4 separate regions of the Mus musculus genome follow, and regions 2, 3 and 4 are each linked to region 1. A link is a contact called in public HiCAR-type and promoter capture Hi-C data. All regions are on one chromosome and are shown on one strand. Each heading gives the region's core, a stretch centred on a gene start, on an enhancer-like site or on the middle of the called end of the contact. The rest is flanking DNA. Distances are from core to core; before and after follow the strand shown. Region 1 holds the start of Creld2 (cysteine-rich with EGF-like domains 2). Region 2 holds the start of Gramd4 (GRAM domain containing 4). Region 3 holds the start of Trmu (tRNA 5-methylaminomethyl-2-thiouridylate methyltransferase). Region 4 holds the start of Pkdrej (polycystin (PKD) family receptor for egg jelly).

Region 1 (3,610 bases), core at 764-3,263:
CCTGAAACTGAAACTTCTGTCACCGGATCCAGCCCGACTGATCAACATGACTTGGCTCCAGTCTCAAGGGTCACCTCAGAGAAGGGGCCAGGACTAGGTAAGAATGCTTACCACCCCCAACTCCCATCAGTACAGAGGAGCTCGAGAGACTGTGATCCCTCCCCCTGAACACTCATGAGGGCAAGAGGAGAACTCCCTAAAGTCAGAAGTCAGCAGTGATGCGGGAGCCTATGGCCCAGGTTCACAGCACCAGAGCAGGGGTGGACAGCTATGTATCTGAGGAAAGAGGCAGGGTTCCCCAACTCCACAGAAAGAGCATGCAGTTCAAATTCCCTCTGTGCTTTTAAACACAAGAAGGGCATCAGAGAGGAGTCATGGGAAAGATGCAGGCTCGGATGTCCCGGAGGGGCGGGGGGGGGGGGGGGGGTGTACCTTGACAGTCTGGCCCGTAGGTGCCTGGAAGACAGCACGCTTTCAGTGTGTGTACACAGAACCACTCAAATAGGTTGGGGTGCTCCTTCTTCCTGAGGGTTTTGAAATGGTCATTAAATCCCACGAGACGCTGGCCCGGAGGCACGCACGGCTCAGTGGGGATGCTCCAAGCCTTGGACAGTTTCAAACCCTAAATATAGCACAGGCGTTTTCAAACATATCAGCGGGGGAGTTGACTTTATAAGTTAGGTGTAGTAAGAGATCAGTAACTAACAGTGATAGCCAGACAGTAACGATGCGCTGAAGTGAGGCTTAACCACTCCAATTTTCACTTCTTAACTTCAGGCTGAAGCAACTAAGGACCTCAGGTGATTCGGGCTAGGAGGCACTGTCCACGCCCTCAAGGCTATGTGATGGGGGAAGCAAGGGTCAGGTGTGCACAGGACCTCCTTGGAAGCTTCTAAGAGATGGTGGCAGCGCAGGGGTAAATCGGGATGGGGATGTAGGATATTTCCTGCTTCTCTAGGTTCTCTACTGGGAAGATACTGCAAAATGCGAGATCAGAAGACAGGGTCCCAGGCACTCACAGTGTCTGCCACCAAGCCTCTAGCTGCTCCTCCTGCTGCTCCAAGAGTTGGTTGCACTCAAAGTCACTGCTGTCACACAGACCCTCCATGATCTCCAGAAGCCGGATCTCACTGAAACACAATCTGTCAGCACCCCAAAGCACCAGCACCCCAAAGCACCAGTCTGCTCACTTTACACATGTCCCTCCTAGAGACTACTTTAGCGAAGAGGAGAGTCTCTACAACCACAGGCAAGGTTAGTCAGTAAGGGGAGGCTAACCGGGGGGTGTGCAGCGGACCCAGGAATGGTAGGCCCCTCCATCCCTACAGCATGAGAAAGGGAGCTTATTCCATTAGTCAGGGAAGCCAGAAGTCTCTAGGAGGGCGAGGGGCTCCAGTCTGAGTTTCCAAAAGGCCCGTGTGCGTGTGTGTAAAAGCCTTCCAGTGTCTGTGCGCACAGAAGTGGCCGTAGGGAGTGTGGAAACCACAGACCAGTTGAGTGGCCAGAGGCAGGGACGACCATTGACAGGTGTCCACCACCATCGAAGGGGTTCCTCCGTGTGCCGGTGGTCTGCACCGACCCCAAGGTCTGACCACCGATTCACAGACCGCGACCGCACATCCTCGCACTTCTTGGGAACACTCACCTGAATTCGTACTTAGACAGCGTCTTCTCTTCCCACGCCGTGTTGCCGCCACCGAAATTCTTCCTGGCCGTGTTGGCCATCCCCTGTAGTGGAGGTGGCACCAGCTCGATGGGCTACCGTGAACCCCGCCGCCAGCCCCTGCCCCAGCGCCGCTGCCCCGGACCCCGCCGCCCGCCCACCTGGTTGAACTTGTCCACCAGCGTCCGGCATCTCTGGCACATCGTCGGCTTCCGGGAGGCTACGGCCCCGGGCGGCGGCAGCAGCAGCAGCAGCCCGAACGCGGCTGCAAGCAGCAGGTGCATGGCGGGAGGGCTGCCCGGCGACCCACCGAGAACTGCGGCGGAGTCTGAGCCTCCGCCCACCGGCCCGCGCGCCGGCCGTTCCCCGGGCTACTTGACTGCGTCGCCGAGGCCCCGCCCACCTTTCACCCCGCGCGCTTCTATTGGCCGGAGGAATCCCCCTTGCCTGATGTGGACCAATTGAGGCTCGCCACGAGAAGCCACCAATGAGAAGGCCCCGGGTCAGCGTCCCGCGAGAATGAGGCAGAACCGTAATCTTCTATCGGGTCCCCATGCCCCGCCCTCCACGAGTGGCCATCTTTTCTCCGGGCGGGAAGCGCCAGCTGCGGTCGCCAGCCTGGGCAATGGTGGCCATGTCAAGTTCGGGCAAAGACTTGGCTTCCGGGCCCGGTTTCCGCAGCCGGCTTCCTGCCTTGGTCAGTCTGCTCAGTTCCGCGGGGTCCTGCGGAGAGGAGAGGTTAGCGCGCGTCGCCGGGATTGGTGTACTCGGGCGGGAGGTGGCGAAGCTGGGGTTCTCCCGAGCGCGCGTGACGGCCTTTGAGTTCCTCAACCCGGGGATGGACCTGTCACTTAGAGGCTGAGCGTGTCCCTGGGGGCGGGACATCTCGCCCGAGGCCTGGACCGTTCATCCATCCTCCTCACCTGGCGCCCGGAGCTGTCATCCGTAAACAGAGCTCTACATCTGGGTCCTGCTCAGTGTGGTTGAGGGGGCCCCAGTGGTCGACATTTCCTCAGGGGCCTCAGGCAGTGAGTTCACAATGACCTTCCGAACTTTAAGTGACCTGAGGGAGGAGGAGGAGGAGATGTGGACTATGTGTATTTTAAAGAACATCTGATTGTATAAATAGTAACAGTTTAGTCTGGTCTTTGGTTTACAAGTAAGTTCATCTACACCAGCTAACACTTCCAGGTTAAAGCCACAATTTGAACGAATGATTCCCACAGTTCCCTTGGAAGCTTTGGAATCACAATGGACAGGGACGACAGGATCTTTGAAGGGTACCCCCTAATCTGAGATGCCCTCCTCCTCCACGCCACATTTGCGAAGAGTATAGCTTTTAATTTTTTAAAGATTTGTTTATTTTATGTATATGAGTACACACGGTAGCTGTACATAGGGTTGTGAGCCTTCATCTGGTTGTTGGGAGTTGAATTTACGACCTCTGCTTGCTCTGTGCATCAGATCTCATTACAGGTGGTTGTGAGCCACCATGTGGTTGCTGGGATTTGAACTCAGGACCTTCAGAAGAGCAGTATAGCTTTTTGGAGCTTGGCTCCTGGAGCTTAGCCATTAGCATCTCTTCTTCCCTGCAGCTGCCCCCATTCCTGTGATAGGTGTTTTGTTTTGTTTTTTTTTTTGGTTTTTTGAGACAGGGTTTCTCTGTATAGCTCTGGCTGTCCTGGAACTCACTCTGTAGACCAGGCTGGCCTCGAACTCAGAAATCCGCCTGTCTCTGCCTCCCAAGTGCTGGGATTAAAGGCGTGCGCCACCACGCCCGGCTGATAAGTTGTTTTTATGTACTGGTGAATAACTCCCTTGTATTGTTTCTGCTCCTGGTTGAGCGGTCCAGCTCACCCTGGTCTCCTGTTGTCTTTGAAAATAGCTAGCCGGGCGGTGGTGATGCACACCTTTGATCCCAGCACTTGGGAGACAGAGGCAGGCGGA
Region 2 (3,598 bases), core at 324-2,823, 2.8 Mb after region 1:
CCCAGCTGGGGTGTCCCAGAGAGCATCTTTATATTGTGGCTTCATCCTAGCACGGGTCAGGGATACTAAATAAAGCACTCTGACTGGACTGGGCTGTGTATCCCCAAATGGGCCTGGGAACAGGTTGGGCAGAATGAGAGAAGATTCTTCCGATCTCTGCAGGGCCACTAAGCCACCTGAGAGGCACAGGGTGGATGGCCTTGCCTGACTCCTCACCTAGAGTGTGTCTGGCTGCCGTGGAACCCACACCATCTTGTTAACTCTTATCTTGTCATTAGTCACCCACTGATAAGGAAACTGAGGCAGGGCTGGTTTTGTGACAGTGCCTTGCCCGATCTCACAGAACAGGTATCCGAGATAAACTAACTTCCAACTGTCCTTTATTTCAAACCCTACAGAGCCTGGACCATGACCCCTCCTTCTGAACCTGGCCCTAAAGCAAGCTCCTACCTGGCTGGGGTTCAGCGAAATTGAGGATTGGGGGGGGGAGTGCGTTAAGACTCAGCACCTTTAATTTTGTCCCTAATCTACACAAGGCAAGGCAGGAAGGGAACCCACTCTGAACAAGGTCCCCCCAAACTGAATCTCTCTTATCTCTGAAAATGGGAAGTTCCAAAGAGTACAAGGTTCTGCCTCTGGCCCTAGAAGCCTGCTTCTTACCCTGGCCACGGGTAGGAAGGCCACAGGGGAACCAACATCCAGACTAGTCAGTCCCTCTCCACCCTTCAGAGGTGCTGGTCCCGCTCTGGACAGATGAAGTCTTAGGTTAGGGACTGCCACACAGCACCCCACCTTAACGGTTGTATAAACACATAGGCCTAAGCTCCAGCCCAGGTGCCAACTGTCCCCAGAATCCCATAGGCTAATTCCAAATGAAAGGAAAAGATATAACAGAGAGCAGGGTGTGGAAAGGGAGCAAGCGTCCACAACTTTTCCCCGGGTCATCTGTTGGGCCACACCGGCCTGGACAGCCCTCCTCCTTTTCAGTCCTCCCCCACCACCAAGAGAGTGGGTCAGTAGGACGACATTTGCTGTGCCCTCATCCTGACCCCCCCGCTAGCGGCCTAGGCATGGTGACCCATCTAATGACTCCCCCACATCATAGTTTGGGCCCTGCGTCCCATCGACGTCTGCCTCTCGCCCACCAGGACCCTGACCCGCACAGCGCCCGTGGTACGCGCGAGGGGCGGCCGTGACGCGCGCCCCGGGAGCGTGTGTGCGGGGGCGCGCCCGCGCTGCTCCCCGAAGGGAGGGTCGCTGCTGTGGGCCACCGAGTGAGAGTGTGGGCACACGGGGTCGCGGCCCGGCAGCTAGGACAGAGCGTGGCCAGCGTCGCCCAGGTCCGTGTGGGAGTCCGCGTGCGCGCCGCTTACCCTGCGGGATGATCGGGGCCAACTCTCATCCACCCGCCGCCGCGGCGCCCCCCTGGCCGGCCACCCGGCCGCGCTGCACCTGCCGCCCTCCCGGGAGCCCAGCGGCGCCGGGGAGCGGGGACTACGCGGCCCCGCGGGTGCCGGCCACGAGCGCGGAGGCGGCGCCGCGTCGCGCGCTCACGTCCTGCTGCGCGGAGTCTGCGCGCCCCCCGACCGGGCCTGCGCAAGCCGCCGCCCCGCTCCGCCCCCTCGCCTCCCCGCCCTCCCTGCCCGGTGTGTGCGCGCGCGCGCGCCCGATCACGCGGCGCCGCCTTTGTTTGGGTGACCCACGTGGGTCCTCGCCGCGCGTGCCCACGCGCACGCGTGGCCGCCTGCCAGTCGCAGCCACGGGCACAACCGAGCACAAGGATACACTCCACTGTCACCTCTCTCCCGGCGAACTGGCTTGACGGTTACTGCCAAATGGAGACCCGCGCTTGGTGTAGAAATACTTGTCCTGGCACCGCCAGGCTGGACTCAGAGCACAGCTCCACACTGGGAAAAGGACATGGAACCTCCACCTGGAGGGCAGTGAGCAACTCCTCCCTTCTCTCCCACTCAGTACCTAACCAGGAATGCCACATACCTTTAAATGTCACCGTAGCGATAGGAAGCCTACTTTAGCTCTAGTACTATCTTAAAGGAAAAGAGATCCTCCAGGAGTCACTTCCCCCGTTTTGACTCGCCTTTCAAAAACCAGGGTTGACAAGGACCCAGAAAGATAACTAATGAACCTGGTAAAAGACCACACCCTCCAGAACCCCAGGCCCTAGCCTGGTTGGAGGACTGACCTGCAGCACCGTATGGGGTCTGACCTAGGAGGTCCACTGTAGGGTACGAGGGTGACTGTAGCAAACTCAGCATCAGCAAGTGGAGACAGCACATTAGACCTGTGACCACATGACCCGCTTGCACTGCGGGGCTTTGACGACCTCACCTCCAACCCTCTCAATCCAGAACTGTCCCCCACCTTATTATGTCTCAAGCACCCCAGGAGATTTGAGGAATGCTGAAGGACTCTGAAGCTTTCTGGGGGGTGGGGTGGGTGGGGGCAGGATTCAGGCCCCCTTTTGTCCTCCAGCATTGCCTACCTTCCAGACAGGCCTTTGTCCCAGGGTCTGGGGCTGGCATCCAGAGAGGCTCCTGTAGGTGAGCTCTCTCTCTCTCTGAATGCAGAGTGAGAAGCAATGCCCATGTGTAGCACAACATGAGGTCTGTCCAATGGCTCTTGGCTGGCAGTGTGAGATGCCAGGCTAAGCTGCCTGCAGGGCTTGGTCTTGGCAAGATGAGAGCTACTTTGGGCAGGAACCTCCTCTGAGTCACCTTTGTGCGGCATCCCAGCCCAATGCCACACCAATCTCGCTGGTTCCTCCTACCCCTGGCTTTCCCTGCTTCCTCTCTGTCCTACAGCAAAACCGGACTCTGGTCGTCGCCCCACCCCCACCGCCCCCTGCAAGCACAAGTGCTACTTTCCTGCCTCCAGGATTGCCTAGACCATATCCTCCCTGGGGCGCGGAGGAGGGGGGAGCCTCTCCACTCTGGCCCTACCCAACCTTCCAAGCTAACTCCAAAGTTTCAGCTCCACAAAGCCTCCCTTGACCAGTCGCCCAGTTAGAAAATGTTTCTAGCTTCCCAGGAAGCCAGAGTTCTCGGGAGTCATTCCCCACCCTTCTCCTGTGAACTCAGCTGGGCAGCTTCTACCAGGAGAGGTTCGATGCATTCATGTAGGGATCCCTCCCTGCTGAAGTTAAAGTGTGTCTCCAGAGTCCCTGCATTGCAAGCTTAATCCCCAGTACACCCATGTGGCACGTGATTACTTTGAAGGGCTCTGCCCTCAGAAAGGCTTTATGATCTGAGCTGGCTTTATAGAGTAGGCTCTCGATGGAAGGTGGGTTGGTTTGAATGAGAAATGGCCCCCATAGGCTCATATTTTGAATGCTTGGTTCCCCAGATGGTGACATTGTTTGGGAAGGATTAGAAGGTGTGGCCTTGCTAGAGGAGGTGTGTTTCTGGTGTGCTTGAGGTTCCACAAACCCATATTCCTGGTTAACTTTCTCCCTGCCTCATGTCTGTGTCTCAAGGTATAAGCTCCCAGCGACCGCTCCAGCACCATGCCTGCCTGTCTGCTACCATGTTGCCTGCCGTGATAGTTAACGGACTAACCCATGGGAGTCCCAGATTAGACA
Region 3 (3,372 bases), core at 758-3,257, 2.9 Mb after region 1:
ATGGTGGCTCACAACCATCTGTAATGGGATTCGATGCCCTCTTCTGGTGTGTTTGAAGACAGCTACAGTGTACTCATATAAAATAAACAAGTAATTCTTAAAAAAAAAAACCACACTCATTAAAGTCCCACACAGCCTGGTATGAGATGAGGCCCTCTTTTGTGTCTGGAGGCACCTGACTGTGCTCTACTGTAGAGATTAACCATGCTGGGCTCAGCTCTTGAGGTGGTCTTACACGTAACTTACTAATGCAGAGATGGCATAATACAATCCTGTGTCCCAAGAGCTAATACAATGCCCAGGGCATAAGGAGAGCCAAAACCCCACAAGCTTGTAACATGAACAAACTCTACGCAGAGTTTTAGAACCCCACCATTCCCATGCTACATCTGCCTGGTCAATTGTCTCACAGAGGGACAAGACCCACATGCATGGAGCCAGGCACTCAAGGACTGGTCAACTTTCTACGGATTGCAGTATGGGACATCACCTCTAAGAGCCCTCGATGCCGAAATGAGAGGATGGTTTTCTTTCCTCTGATACCGTCCATCAATTTCTTTCATGAAAAAAATCCAAGGAAGGGTAAAAGTTAGATGTAGCAGCCTGAGGGGAGAGAGCCTTTGTTTTGGCTAGGTTCCCACTGTTATGATAAACACCACGATCAACAGCATCTTGGAGAGGAAAGGATTTATTTGGCCCTAAAGGTCACAGTCTACCATCAGGGGAAGCTGGGGCAGGAACTCAGGTCAGGAACCTGAAGGCAGAATTGAATCATAGGTTATAAAAGAATACTGCTTATGGGCTTGTTTCTTTGGCCTGCTCAGCCTGTTTTCTTATAAAACCTAGGACCACCTGCCCAGAGATAGCATTACTCCTAATGGAACGAGGCTTCCTACACCAATTATTAAGAGAAGGCCCCACTGACTAGCCTACAGGCCAGGGTGATGACAGTTTCTCAGCTGAGGTTCCCTCCTACCAGAGGACCCTAACATGTCACATAGTTTTAATGTGACATAAAAACTAGGCAGCAGTTGATCTCCCTTTAGTAGTAAAAGATAAATCTGTAAGAATGATGCCAACCTTTGCCACTTCCCAAAGCATCTAGTTACACAGTTCTCATTGGAAACCTTCAAAGACTCACACTGCCTACTCAACATTACCCCAAATTCCTTAATACCGTCAGCTTCACTAACCCCACTATATCCTATTCTGGCCGGCACTCTCTCCTCTGCCTCCTGCCTGTGTTACTGCAGCCAGTTCTTTGTAGAGAAATGCTTCCCTCTTCCTTTCTCACCATAGTACACACCTGTATCCTGTGGCTCTTTTACTCTGTCATAACAGCTGTGATTATAAAAGAATCGCTCCTGCTTTCCGATATATCTCACATTGTATAGCTAACCCTTTCAATACATACTGTGCCATTTAATCATTCCAGTCATCCCATATTACGGGTCATCCCATTTTTACTGGGGGGTGCTTAGTTAACTTGCCCAAGCCCAGGCTCCTGGCCCCGCGCCTCTGCACCCCGCGTGCCCCGGGGAAGATGATCCACGGCTGAGGGGGACTCCATTAAAAGCCGCCAAGGTGAATGCGGAGAGGTTGACACAAGGTGGGGCCACACAGCAGGAGGAATGTACACCGGTCGTTGGAATCAGATCCGAACCCTAAGGACCCATGAGGCTACATCTACAAGTCAGGAAGAACTGGTAGCTGTTCGGAGTGAAGTTTGTCATCCAACGAAGGAGAACACTGGAGTGATTTTGTCATTAGAGTTGGCGGTGTCCTCGCCTGGAGGCCCGCGGAGTCTGCAAAAGGCCAGGCCTCAGACCTGGAGGAGCCCAAGCTCCTGTCCCCAGTGAGGAACCCTGGCCTCACCTCTCCGCCGCAACAGCAGCGCCGCCACCGCGCTGTCCACACCGCCAGACAGGGCGCACACGACGTGCCGCAGCGCCGACATCAGGCTACACCGCGAGCTTTCTGGCTGCGTCCAAGCTACGCCGGAAGTCCCAGCCTCCGGGGGACGGGGGGGACGGGGGGGGGGGGCGTCCTCACTCTTCACCCGGCGGGAAACGTGCTCCGCTCACCCAGTGTTCTGCAGGCTTTTGGGTTCCGCGCGGCGGATCGGCCGAGGAGCACTAGGTGGCAGCATGTCCCAGATAGGCCAGCGATGAGTTGGTCGGGTCCGGCTTCTTAGCCACCACTCGCTGCCCTTGCGACGTTTTCTTCTGTGCTCAGCTGGCGCTCCTGGGTCAGCTGCACCAGGAACAGCCTCCGCTCGGGCTTGAGGTCTCAAAGGCGTTCCTGGGCACACACAAGGTCGAGATGCTGTGTCGGCCGCTGGCTCCTCCTGTTTACCCGCTGGAGGGACAGGGCTGTCAACACGTTCTCATTGGATTCTAGATGCTTGCGGGCCTGGCGGGTGCAGAGCCAGTGGAGGACAAAGCATAGTGGACCGTTGCTCAGTAAGGCTTTGCTAGCAGCTCAGTCAACGGGTTGGAGTAGGGGATGGGAGCGTAGTTAACCAGACCCAGACAGTAGCTGGGAAGGATGGGCCACGGAAGACTGGGAGAGTTTGGAGTCGCACCTGTTCATCCTGGTGCCTGTGATTTAAGAGTGTTTGTTTCGTGGGCCATTCTTGGAGGACGAACGAGCACTCTGCGGGGATCAGCTCTAACGAGTGGATGCTTTGGGGACCTCAGGCTGGAGCTGTGGCTCTTCCTGAATTGATTGTGGGGGGCCTCGCACATGACAGATGTTGAGTGGCTGCTGGAAGAAAATAGATACGAGTCCTGGGACAGAAAGAGAGAGAGAGAGAGAGAGAGAAGAGAGAGAGAGAGAGAGAGAGAGAGAGAGAGAGAGAGAGAGAGAGAGAGAGACAAAAGGGCAGGGGGTCATGTCTGTGGAGTGTTCTAGCCTTGAGGACCAGGACCTCCCTTCTTGGGTATGGGCATTTAGTATAGCAAATCTCACTTTTCCTACCAGAACCTATGATAGGGCCAACCACAAAGTAGCAGAAACCAGACAAACCTATGTTAGAATTTTTGTCTACTTGACACAAGCTAGGGGTGGGGGGACATCAATTGAGAAAATGCTTCCATTAGATTGGCCCTTAGACAAGTCTGTGAGATTTGTTGATTGATGTGAGAGCCACACCAGTGCAGGTGATCTTGGGTTGTAAAAGAAGGCAAACTAATCAAGCCATGCGGAGCAAGCCAGTAAGCAGTGTTCCTCCATGGCCTCTGCTTCAGTTCCTGTCAAAATTCCGTCTCTAACTTTCCTTCAGGTTGGTCTGTGATTCGGATGTGCAAACCACATAAATAAACCCTTTCCTCCCTGCGCTGCTGTTGGCCAGTATTTTCTTACACTAGAGAG
Region 4 (3,743 bases), core at 256-2,755, 3.0 Mb after region 1:
AGACACACCAGAAGAGGGCATCAGATCCCATTACAGATGGTTGTGAGCCACCATGTGGTTGCTGGGAATTGAACTCAGGACCTCTGGAAGAACAGAGGTCATCTCTCCAGCGCCACAAGAGTTCTACATGAACTCCAAATGCTTGCAACTAACAACACCCTTTGGAATATACGGGTACAAACAAAATACTAGGAGAATTAGAAATATTTTAAAGGAAAGATGGCCAAAAATACAATAAGCGTGTAGGATGTACTTAAATACTGTATAGTAGGGACTTTATAGTTTTAAACACAGTAGGAGAAGGAAGAAGTAAGAAGAAGAGGAAGAGGAGGAAGAAGAGGAGGAAGAAGAGGAGGAAGAAGAGGAGGAAGAGGAGGAGGAGGAGGAGGAGGAGGAGGAGGACTAGGACGAAAGGCTCCATCTTTGAGCCAAAATGTCAAGTTAGGAAACTAGAGCCTCGGCTGCAGCTCAGGGGTATGGCCATCATTCCTGGAGACCCAAGGTTTGATCTTCAGTAACTTCTCCCTTTTAAACTACACAGTTCTTTTTAGCTAGGTTCGTTCTTTTTAGCTAGGTTAGGTAGTACACACTTGTGATCTACCACCTAAGAGGCTGAAGCTGAAGAATCTCCAGTTGACACAGTCTAAAACAAACAAATAAACAAACAAACAAACAAACAAATAAGCAAACAATACATTTAAAAGTGAAGGAAAGGGAAAAAACAAACCAAACCAATAACAACCAACCCAAACCTAACCAACAACCCCACCTCCACGCCCCCTTTCCCCAAACAACCAAGTGTCAGATATCCCTGCACTGGTCTGAGGGGGCTGGCAAGGCCCTCCAGACTTCATTATTTTGGAACCGGTTTTCCCGTGGGAGAGGAATTTCTGCTAAGAAGTTTTCTTGGTGTGTCCAGTTTTAAAAAGAAGAAAAGAAGGGGGTGGGGCGGCAGAGCACGGGATTAAACTCATTTAGCAAGGCCTGATCCTGGAGTAGATCCATCAGTATGGGAAGAAAGAGGTGGTTGGAAACAGTCTTGAGCCCCTCTGCCGCCTAGTGTATAGTGACCTACCTTGCACCTACCTTCCTGGAGATGCTGCTGTCCTTAGCATGTCCTTCTTGGTCCTGAGAATCTCCACTTCTCTGGAAACCCATTGTTCTGTGACTTCCCACGTTCTCCTTGTGTGTGGTTCTCCTTGGTCCTGAGATCCTTGATGACCCTGAGAGCCCACTGTTCCTGGGAACTCACTGCCCTTTGGGACCCACCGCCCCTGGGAACATACTGTCCCTTAAACTCACTAGCCCTGGGAACCCCACTGTCCCTGAGAGTGTACTGTCCCCGAGAGAACCCACACCTCGGGTGAACCGCCTTATTCCGGAGTGGCGGAGCACGCTGCCCCTGCCCCGCGGCGAGCTGCGCGCCCATCCCCTCCCGGTACGCTCGCTCGCGGCCCAGCCCAGCGTCACGGCCGTTGCGCCCGGCAGCTCCTGGCGGGGAGTCATGTGGCCGGGCCCCGCGCTGCTGCTCCTGGGCCTGGGCCTGGGTCTAGGCAGCCAGCCGCCACCCACCGGCCCTCGCGGGCTGCCGGGCGTGCTCAGGGGCGCCCCGGGGTTGGGGCAGGGCGCGGAGAGCAGCGTCCGGGGCGGTGACACCGGGGGCCTGTCCCCGCGTGCAGCCCCGCGCCACGCCAGCCCTACGCCGCCCCGTAGGTGTCCCTCGGGCGCAGCTGCACGCGTCCTCCTGAAAGTCAACTCTTCGGACCCCGCAGCCGCCAAGGCTAACGTGTCCTGCCAGACGGCCCCCTGTATCATGCAGCCAGTGAAGATCAACAGGAAGGACCAGAACGCTCCCCTTATCCTGAGCAGAGACGAGGAAGCCACCCTCAATATCACTGTGCGTTGGTACTGTCCTGATGCCTTGGTCATTCGCAAGAGCTGGGTGTACTTTTCGGTGGCCTCTGTGAACGACACCCCTGATTGGAACCGACCTGTGCTCTTGCCGCAGGTGGCAGTGTCTAAGGGTTTCTCCCTCCACATCCCCAAATATGCCCTGCCTTACGGGGTGTATGTGTTTAACTTTACGCTGTCCATCTTCAGGTGGGACCTCGCCTGGCCCACGGTGACAGGCTCGGATATCATCTACATTTGGGTTAGAAAACGCCCCCTGAAGGCTGTTCTTCTTGGAGCCCCCAGAGTAACCGTGAAGTTCTCCGATGAACTGATTCTGAATGGAAGCATGTCCTACGACCCAGAGGCAGACATCCCCACATGGGGACTCCAGTTTTTTTGGTATTGTACCACAAATCCAAGATACTATAGTGGCAACTATGTATTAGTGATCAACCAGGCTGTCTGCCACCCAGAGCAGGATTCACTGAACTGGCCTTGGGCAGTGGGCTCTGTACTAACCATTCCACCAAAAACTCTTAGGGGCAATGGTGTGTATTACTTCAGAATGGTGGTACAGAAGCAAAACAGAACTGCATTTTCTGATAAAACTGTACACGTGCTCCAGGGGCTTCAGCCCAAGGCACACATTTCCTGCATTGAAAATTGTGGCCCCACGTTAGGTGTGTCAGATAGATTTTCTCTGTTTCTGAACTGCCCAAGTTGTGGCCGCCAGGATTTGTATAGCTGGTCCATTTTGTCTCTAACGGGCCATGAAGTGATGTTTGACTGGGCAGGGCAAGCAATCACCAGGAGGAATGGACCTTATTTGTCCATAAAAGCTTTTGCCTTTAGGAATTTTTTGGAAAATAGGGTTTGGGTTTCCCTGATTCTGAAATCTTGGAGTGGTATGACCACGACCTTGAGACATCCCGTTGTCATTAACCATGGCCCTCGAGTTGGCAAATGCAAGATAAATCCAGCTAGTGGGATTTCCATGGTTACTAAATTTGCTGTTGAATGTAGTGATTTTAAGGATGAGAACCTTCCCCTTAAGTATAAAATAATAGTATCTGAGTTGGACAGCATTGGCGCGATCAGTTCCGTAGAAGAGAATACACTGGGTTCCGTGGTGTATTCAGGGGCAGAGCCGATAACACCAGCCTTCTTTCTCCCTGTCGGTACGGTGACAGATGAGTACAATGTGAGGCTTTATGTTCAGGTCTATGACTCCTTAGGGACATTTTCTCAAGTGACTTTGCAAGCGACTGTGACGGCACCTACTGTCAGGGACTCTTCAAAGGATGTTTTACAACAGCTGCTCAACGTCACCATGAAACCGACGTCACTGTTGTCTACCTTGCTTCAAAAGCAGGACTGGCTACAGGCTGGCTACTTAACCTATGTGGTGATTTCTGTCTTGAATAACATAAAAGGGGAGCAGGAACTTCAAGATGACAGAGCCCGTCTCCTGGAGCACCTCGTCAAACAGTCTCTCACGTTTGCTATGAACACAGCGGATGAGATCGGTCAGTCGGTGATGGTGATTACCAAATTAACCCAGAAAGCCTCTGACTTGAGTCAAGCGGATTTAGAGGCCACCTCGTTCCGGCTTAGGCAAGCAAGCCAAGACCTACAAGAATACCAGCACAGACACAAGCACCTTCAGCAGGTTGAAGTTGTGGGCACTGGCATCCTAACCAGTCTGTCTAACCTTCTTAAGCTGATTAATCCCTACTATACGTTACAAGATCCTTTGTTTGTAGTCGAATCACTATCAGACACAATACTGGCTAACAAGGTTCCGGGGAGCAAGACCACTGCTCTGAGGACCAGTAACTTTAACATGTATG

The links. Promoter capture Hi-C pulls out the DNA fragments that hold promoters and counts their contacts. HiCAR-type assays count read pairs that join an accessible place to other places.
Region 2: a contact with region 1 is called in a HiCAR-type map of astrocytes, with 5 times the contacts expected there. The contact joins the promoter of Gramd4 here to the promoter of Creld2 in region 1. A contact is called at or near these places in 2 of 39 promoter capture datasets (the 3T3-L1 cell line and hippocampal neurons) and 2 of 115 datasets of contacts at active chromatin or transcription factors (astrocytes and large pre-B cells).
Region 3: a promoter capture Hi-C map of pre-B cells shows a contact between it and region 1, with 5 times the contacts expected there. The contact joins the promoter of Trmu here to the promoter of Creld2 in region 1. A contact is called at or near these places in 3 of 39 promoter capture datasets (cranial neural crest, hippocampal neurons and pre-B cells) and 1 of 9 other capture datasets (embryonic stem cells).
Region 4: a promoter capture Hi-C map of pre-B cells shows a contact between it and region 1, with 3 times the contacts expected there. The contact joins the promoter of Pkdrej here to the promoter of Creld2 in region 1. A contact is called at or near these places in 2 of 39 promoter capture datasets (cranial neural crest and pre-B cells).

What each region holds. Positions count from the first base shown.
Region 1 is chr15:88,818,049-88,821,658 of GRCm38.p6, reverse strand. It overlaps Creld2 (cysteine-rich with EGF-like domains 2), which reads right to left and starts at 2,013. Exons shown (of 10, transcript NM_029720.2): 1 at 1,825-2,013; 2 at 1,646-1,728; 3 at 1,020-1,130; 4 at 433-524. The coding sequence starts at 1,947. Alg12 (asparagine-linked glycosylation 12 (alpha-1,6-mannosyltransferase)) reads left to right here and starts at 2,341. Exons shown (of 10, transcript NM_001142357.1): 1 at 2,341-2,401.
Region 2 is chr15:86,056,737-86,060,334 of GRCm38.p6, reverse strand. It overlaps Gramd4 (GRAM domain containing 4), which reads right to left and starts at 1,573. Exons shown (of 19, transcript NM_001379572.1): 1 at 1,374-1,573. The coding sequence starts at 1,402. Gm41375 (a long non-coding RNA gene) reads left to right here and starts at 1,719. Exons shown (of 3, transcript XR_875536.2): 1 at 1,719-1,943; 2 at 3,494-3,598.
Region 3 is chr15:85,877,962-85,881,333 of GRCm38.p6, reverse strand. Trmu (tRNA 5-methylaminomethyl-2-thiouridylate methyltransferase) reads right to left here and starts at 2,007. Exons shown (of 11, transcript NM_028063.2): 1 at 1,876-2,007. The coding sequence starts at 1,957.
Region 4 is chr15:85,819,495-85,823,237 of GRCm38.p6, reverse strand. Pkdrej (polycystin (PKD) family receptor for egg jelly) reads left to right here and starts at 1,505. Exons shown (of 1, transcript NM_011105.2): 1 at 1,505-3,743. The coding sequence starts at 1,505.